Regions from separate parts of the Rattus norvegicus genome. Here region 2 is linked to region 1. A link is a contact called in public HiChIP or PLAC-seq data. All regions are on one chromosome and are shown on one strand. Each heading gives the region's core, a stretch centred on a gene start, on an enhancer-like site or on the middle of the called end of the contact. The rest is flanking DNA. Distances are from core to core; before and after follow the strand shown.

Region 1 (3,855 bases), core at 760-3,259:
CACCCAGTTAAGCCTCCTTTAAATCACACTGCAGTGAAGGTTTTACTTAACACACACACAGTGCCAGCCAAGGTCCCCAGCGTCTTATGATTGACAGTTTAATGTATAGCCAAGCCTTTTGAATAATCAGCACCTTCATCACCAGCCCCACTTTGCAGATGAAAAGACTGAGGTGCAGAAAGGTTAAGCACCTTACCCTAGGTCACACAGCTGACAGATGAGAGAGTTGGGTTGGACCCCTAGGAGAGCCCCAAGGATGTAAATGCAGGCCTCCCCGTCATTCCTCGGTCTTGGCTGTTAATCTTCGGCATCCACATTGTGATGTAGAGCGAATTCTTATAGGTGATCGCACAGGCTAAGAGGATGTTTTTAATGGTTGCTGGCCTAAGCGGGGCTATGAGCTAGCCATGGAGTGCCCGCCACATCTGTGTCTGAGAGAACATGAACTCGCTCACTGACTGTCCCACCCCCGTCGGTTGCCAACCAGGCAGCTGCAGTTGGGCAGAGCTCAGAAGCTGGAGCCCACACTGGGCTCTTTGTCCTTGGTGGGAACCCTGCAGCCCCCATGGCCTGTCTCAAGGGCCCTCTGTCCCAGCACCAGGGGGGCCTCCCTGGGCCAGGCCCAGCTGGGAAACTTGGCATGTTGGTGGCTTCTTGGCCATCCTGCCAACTGGGCATTCAGAATCCACTCAGGAATCGGCCCCCTCAATGAACCTAGGGGGACCGAGGCCCTTGCTCAAGGGGGTAGCGCAAGTCCCGATAGGGCTGGAGTCCTGGATGAGCCCAGAGCTAGGCAGCCCCCACTATACACACTGCCCAGGCTGGATTCACTCTCTTCCCCATCCTACTCCTACCTGAGAATCTCTGCTGCTCCACAGAAGTGGGAACAAGTTGTTCTCTCCTCAGTGAATAACTGTGGTGCTTCACCCTCTCCCCACTACCCAGCCCTAGCTGACCGCGAGGTACACAATGGGCATCTAACACTGCCCTGCAGCGGAGGTCTCTCCTCAGCAGAGTCTGCAGCTGGCATCCAGCACAATCGCCTCAACCCCCACCCCCACCCTGAGCGCTCTGCCTAGAGGACCAGGAGGGAGTCAGATGCTAAGGTGGGAGCTCAACAACCTCAAAGAGGCTCTGAACCCTGCAGGACCATCCTCGGGCCTCCTTGGCTTATCGGAGCAGGGAACAAAGGGGCTGGAGGGGCAGCTCACCCAGTAACTGTTGTGAGTCCCGCCTGGCCCTGTCTGGGTGAAGCAAACTGGAGTCTAGACCCTTGTCAATCATAGCCGTCATTTCCCAAAAGATGAAAGAGAGCCGGTCCCATCCTAGCTCAGTCACAGAAAAGCTTCTGAAAATCCTTGCCACCTGGCCTGGTTCCTTTGGTGGTCCGTCCTCCCTCCTTCCTCCTTCCTCCTCTCCCTCCTCCCTCCTCTCTCTTAGCCTGCCCCTGAAGCTCCCTAAGAAGAAGGCTCCACAGAAACACTCAAGGTTCCTGGGGCCTCTCTGGACAGCGGTGAGGGAGCATTGCCTGGCGTTGGGCTTATGTCCCACTGTTAGCAGATATCTCCAGGAGTGTCAGAATAGAGGGGAGATCTACTGCGTCGGGAGTAAATGTATGATTCAACCCTGTTTGTATCCCAAAGTGGATTCATGGAGGATCTAGGTGTATTTCCAAACCTCCCCTCTCTTTGCTGCTCTCCACAGGGTGGTAATGGAGAGTTCTGAGGGGGGCCTCAGCCAGGACAACAGGAGGGTCCCTTAATCTCTGTCTGACCTGCAGAACAATGTTGGCCCCAGGCCGCAGGGCCATCAGGCCCGGAGCTGATGGGCTGTGCACTTCAGCCTTAACTCAGCTGGAGGCCAGGCTGATCCAACTTTCCCTGTGGGACACCCTTGGCTCCTCTCCCTGGGGAGGACTGGAGGTGGCTCTGTGGACGGGGCCGGGCGGCAGCGTGGGGGTGGCGCTCTCGGAAAGCCCCGCGGCCCGGAGCGAACAAGCGGCCCTTTCTGTACCCGGACCTCAGCTGGCGGGCGGCCCGGGGCGCACACGGTCCGGGTTGGGGCGGCGTTGCCAAGGTGACCCTGCGCTGGGCTGGCGACGGGCAGCGGCGACGATACCATGAGCGGCCGGAAGCGCAGCTTCACCTTCGGTGCCTATGGAGGGTAGGTGCGCCCCCGTGTGCGAGTGCATGTGCGCATCCGGGGTCTTGCTTGGGTGCGGTGGCCTCCGCGGTGGGGAAGGGTGGGGAGGCTGCGAGGCAAGCATACATCCAAGTCGTGCGCGGGACTCGTGAGCTCCCGTGTGCTCTGCTGGGTGTTCACGTGCACCACATGTGGGGGTGAGAGTAAGTGTGGATCACAGTGTCTATAAACATGCATGTGAGACTGTGAAGAGTTCTCTCTCTCTCTCTCTCTCTCTCTCTCTCTCTCTCTCTCTCTCTCTCTGGTGTGTGTGTGTGTGTGTGTGTGTGTGTGTGTGTGTGTGTGTGTCCGTCTCCAACTAAGTGGGTACAGGGGGCTAGGTGGATGGAGTAGAGCGTCTCAGAAGGCTCCACTTTGCCTCTGCAGTCCCTCTACTGGGGCTTTTGGAAGTTGGTCCCTCCCACTTTGACCACCTCATCTTGTACAAGCTGATCGCTTGACTCTGAGGCTGGAGCTGAGGGCAGAGTGATAGATGGCCCATCTCCTTGACCTCCTGGTCACCTCCTTGACCCTAAGCACCCACCCCTGAGGAATTCGGAAGTGGGATGGGATTGTTGCCAGCAGCAGAAATTGGCAAACCAGAGGGAGATAGGCTGCACATTAGGCCCAGTGGCCTTTCCTGGGCCAGCCAAGGGGCTGTGTGACCTTCACCATTCTGGTCTCATAACCATCAGAGGGACACAGTTAGGGTTTGGTATGGTGCCGTGGGGGTACGGTCAGTGTCCCATGAGCTGTGTGTAGGGGAGGTGCTCTCTTCCTGGCTGCTCAACCTCAGAGGAGACCCCCTGCAGAGGGGCAGGGTGGGCAGACAGAGAAGTACCTATTGGGGCTAAGGCCTTAACTGTCAAGTGAAGCCAGGAGCTTAGGCAGTGTGGGACTTCCTGGTCATGATATCCAGGGGCAGCTTAGAGGGTGAGGGCAGGGTCTGCTTTGTAACCGTGGATGTGAGTATAGACTTTCCCAGTCTTACTCCCGATCAGGATCCTCCATGCACCCCAGCTCAGCACCGGCCAGGCTCAGCACCCTCATCTCCCTCAACCCCCCCCAACCATTTCAGTCCAGTTTTTCCCTTCCTCTCTGCTCCCTGCTTGCCTCAGGCAAAAAGCAAGGGTTGTTTGTTTTCCCAACAGTGGCCCAGTCCTGTGGTCCCCCACTAGGAAGGAGGGTGGAGCCCCAAGGCTCCCCCACATCAAGGTGCCCTCTCCGAGAACACAGGCTGGGCGAGAATGTGGGCAAGGCCCTGCTCACCCACCCTTCTTCAGTCCAGGCCTACAGAGCATGGGAAATGTAGTCTGGGGGAGCCCACGAACTCAGAAGTGCAGGGGTGTGTGTTGGGGTGAGGGGAGGATTGCCCAGGTCTACAAGTGATTGGCTCCTGGGTGAACATGAGCTGGTACAGGCTGTGGGGCTTGGAGAGGGCATGGAACTCTGCCATACCCACCTAGCATACCTCCCAGCCTGTCCGCACCCTTACAGCCTCACTCTGACCCTAAATGGAATCACACTGTCCATCTCTGCTGGGCTCAGAACCAGCCCTGCTGTATCTCCTGGCTCTACTCCTTACTTGCATAGCCTCAGCCCACCTTCCCAGGTGTCCAAACTGACCTCAGGGTCTGGTTGGATTGTGAAGACATCCGGCACCATTAGCAGCAG
Region 2 (3,855 bases), core at 827-3,326, 40 kb after region 1:
GCCCGGGACTCCACCCTGGAGGGCAGGGCTCGTGGAGCAGGAGTAGGGTGTGATAGCAACAGGCAGCTCAGTTGTGGATGGGTCTGGGTCTTAGTCCCAGAGGTGGAGTCTGGTGTCTCTGTGAGAGACATGTGGCTGGAGGTGGGGTCTGGCTGAGGGCTGTGTCTCGGCTTGCAAGTGTGGCTAGGGTTGAAGACATAGCTTGGTGGACCTAAACTTTCGGGTGCATGGAGATTTGGAGATGTGCTCTGTGCCTTGGGTATTCTGAGCGAGGAAGAAGAGTATGAGGTGGGGCTCTGATTCGGGATGGGGTTAATGGCTGGAGGAGCTCTGGGTCTGTCTGGGAGCACCCCGAAAGGTTGGAGTTCTCTAGATCAGCAAGGAGCAGTGGTGCTGTGGGCTGTGGCTGCCAGGTTTGAGGGGAGGAGGTCTGTCTTGTTTGGGTGACATTGCAGGGGTTCCTCACTGTGTGACCTCGGTGGTACTTTGTGGTTTAGCTAAGAGCACGGGGTCCCTGGGTTTACATTTCAGCTCTGCCTCTTAGCGTGAGCATTCTCCAAACCTCAGCTATCTGTTGAGTAGGGAAATGGGGGTTCATAACAGCTCACCACACTCAAACGCTTTTGAATTATTTGCAAAGCAGTTAGGCGAGCATCCTGTGGGTGTAAAATCTTGCCCACCTACCATATCAAGGACAATCTAGAGGTAGGCAGAGGAGGGGGGCTTCTGATTCCCTTTGGATGGGGCCTGGACTCATCCAGCTGCAGGGTGGTGCGCAGTGATTTCTCTGTTCCTCTTGGTCCACAGCGGGGAGGTGGCCTCACTCTTACCCAGGCTCAGCCACAGTGGGAACTGTGGGCTTCTATAGGAAGATTAATCTAGTAGTCCACAAAGGACACCAGCCAGAGTCAGGGACCCACGGACTGAACACAGGTCTAATGTTTGCTTTGAGCAGGGTCCAGGGGTTTCTCATCTGGCTGATGCCAAGTAGGGACCCTGGATTAGGTCCAAGTGTGCTCCTAAGGCAACAGAGTCTGCAGGGAAAGGCATATGATCTGGCCCCATGGGCCTCAGGCTCACCTCTGCCTAGGGTTTTTTCCTGGTTAAAGTGGCCATCAGACAGCTCCACCATGTAGAGGAAACACTTGGAAAAAAACAGACAGAGGGAAGGGACCCTGAGAGGGTCCTGAAGGGCCCCTGGTGAGCACGACCAGCCATGCACATGCCTAGTGTTGTCTGCTCTCCTCATGACATCCACATGAGACGCTCAACATGCTGGTGACACAGCTGAAGTTCGCTGTTCACCTGCCTCTAGCGTGACACACAGCTGATGCTTCAAAGGGTCACCCAGAATGGCATTGGTGACAAGGGGCAAGATGCATGTTTCCTGAAGGTTTGCCAAGGGTAAGAAGCCCCAGGAAGCCCATGCCTCCTTTATGCCCCCCTCTCCTCCCACAGAGGGTCATCCGGAGCCGGAGCCAGTCCATGGATGCCATGGGACTGAGCAACAAGAAACCCAACACCGTGTCTACCAGCCACAGTGGGAGCTTCACCCCCAACAACCCGGACCTGGCCAAGGCAGCTGGCATAGTGAGTGTCCCCAGACTTTCCCTGACCCGCCTTCCTCCCCAGGGCCCTTGGTGCTCCCTTCCTCCTGAGGCCTGGCCTTACCTCTTCCCACCGCCCTGCTGTTCCCATGCTCACCCTGGGCACTGGACTTGATGTAGATACCGCTCTCCGGGGCCAAGTACCCCAATCGGGACATACTGTTCCTCAAGCCCCTGGCCTTCTCCTCCTGGCCCTTTGTTTATTTGGGTGTGACTTTCTACAGCCTCTGTGTCCCAGTCCTTACTGAATACCTGCTGTCTGTTGTGTGCTGGAAACTGGGCTGCTTTGTGGGCACCTACTGTCAAGCCTTAAGTCTCTGGAGGCACCTCTGTGTGTGAGGCTATGGGCATCCACTGTGTGTCAGGACCTGGGCTGCTGTGTGGACATGTACTTTATGAGCACCTACTGTGAGCCCAGACTTGAGTTCTCGTGAGCACCTACTATGTGCCCCGCCCTGATCTGCTGTGTGAGCACCTACTGTGTGTTGAAAAAAATGGGCTTCTGTGTGGGCGCCAACTCTGTGAGCACCTTCTGTGTGCCCCAGCCCTAGGTTGCTGTGTGAGTACATACTGTGTGTCAGGAATTGGGCTGCCGTGGGAGCAAAGGATGCGTGCTAAGCTCTGATTATCAGGACAAATGCTGTCTCTCAGGACGTATGCTTAGGACGTATGCTAGTCTGTGTTTGCAGCAGCCTGGGCCTCAATGCCTGTGACTGCCTTTTGTGTGTCTGGAACTGGGCTTCTGTGTGGGCTTGCCTAAGTGAACCCGGTCACTGATTACTGTCTGCCAGTCTCTATGGGAGTCTGCACCCCCAATACTCAGGGAATTCAACAAGCCTACATCATAACTTAGCTGCTTTGCGCCATCTAGTGGCTACCCCAGACACTGCATGCATCGCTCTGCCCCTCTCCCACTCCACTTACCTTCTCAGACATCCACCCACTTACCCACCCATGCATCCATCTACCCATCCGCCCACCTATGCATTTATCCATTTATCAGCCCATCTAACTATCAATCCACCCACTGGTCCGTCTGTCCAACCATAATCCTCCCACTTACATATCCATCAGTCCATCCGCCTGTCCACCTACCCAGCCACACATTCTTTGCTTGCTGTCTGCATGCCAAGCCCTGTGCTTTGTGCTGTGAGACTGTGCATGTGGCGGGAGTCTCCCCTCTCCCTACCATCTCTCGTGTGGTCTGGTCTGGCCAGGGGAGCAAGGTGAGGCTTGGCTGTCCAGTGGCCACCAAGTCCGTTGACATCCAGAACCTGGCCCAACTTCTCCCCAACCCAGGTTCTCAGCCCTTCCCTTCCTGCTTGTGGAGCGGCCCCGCCTCCCGTGGGTGGCTGTGGAGGGGCCCCGGGTTAGGGTCAGGCCAGCAGCAACCACCGTGGCAGTAACCAGACCCATTTCTGTTTTTGTTTTCGCACGATTCTCCCTCTCTTCACGTGGCTTCCTTTCCCTATTCTTCCTGTTTCCTCCTCCTTTCCACACCTGCCAATCCTTCCTTACCCTGTCCGCTTGCCGCCCCCTCCAATTCCTCCTGCCCTCGGTTTCCTTTTTTGGACCCCCTTTCGTTCCACCTGCCTCACCTCCCTTGCCCCACTGTTCCTCCCTACCCTCGGTTTCTGTCTTCCCCATGTCTTGTGCTCTTGCCGTCCCCACTTGCCACTGCCTCCTCTGTTTCTCCCTTTCCTTCTTTCTCTTCATATTCCCACCCTCCACCCCCGCCCCTGCCCACCACTCTCTCTCTACCTCTCTGCCCCTCACCAGTCATTGCTTATTCCCGGGAAAAGCGCGAGTAGATTCGGACGCCGGGGCAGCGCCTTAGGCATAGGAGCTGTGGAAGAGGTTGTCATCCATCCAGGGGCCGCGGCTCCGGAGCTGCCTGCACGCGCTGTTCTCCGCTCGCTCTCAGGACGGAGGCCATATTGGGGACGTTGCCCCCTTCCCGGGACAGGCCTAAGGGCGTGCAGGGCAGAGTGCCACGGCTCTGGTGATGCTGGGACCTGGGCCAGATCTCCTCACTAGGAGACTCTGGCCCTCGCCTGGCCTGGCCCCTGGAACCCTGACTGGGTCCTTGCTGGGATCTGGTACTCTCTGCCCAGCTGCACGTCTCCCAATATTGCCGGTTCTGCATGAAGCATCATCTCTCCCTATCCCCGTGTCCCCTCCTTACCATGAGCTGCCTGCAGATCCTGTCCCTCCCTTCATGCCTCCTCAGGGCCCACTTCCTACCTCC

Evidence for each region. HiChIP or PLAC-seq counts read pairs in DNA pulled down with a chosen protein or histone mark.
Region 2: a contact with region 1 is called in an H3K27ac HiChIP or PLAC-seq map of oligodendrocytes, with 9 times the contacts expected there. The contact joins the enhancer-like site here to the promoter of Rap1gap in region 1. A contact is called at or near these places in 11 of 12 Hi-C or Micro-C datasets (the A7r5 cell line, Schwann cells, frontal cortex and 6 more) and 1 of 1 datasets of contacts at active chromatin or transcription factors (oligodendrocytes).

What each region holds. Positions count from the first base shown.
Region 1 is chr5:155,173,291-155,177,145 of GRCr8, forward strand. It overlaps Rap1gap (Rap1 GTPase-activating protein), which reads left to right and starts at 2,010. Exons shown (of 26, transcript NM_001100713.2): 1 at 2,010-2,163. The coding sequence starts at 2,120.
Region 2 is chr5:155,213,720-155,217,574 of GRCr8, forward strand. Rap1gap (Rap1 GTPase-activating protein) reads left to right here. Exons shown (of 26, transcript NM_001100713.2): 18 at 1,459-1,590; 19 at 3,387-3,464. Among named protein-coding and RNA genes, the nearest start is that of Rap1gap, 40 kb to the left of the region's middle. Within about 2 kb of position 2,077, at least 4 of the 93 cell types and tissues checked have an H3K27ac peak or open chromatin away from gene starts, as enhancers often do.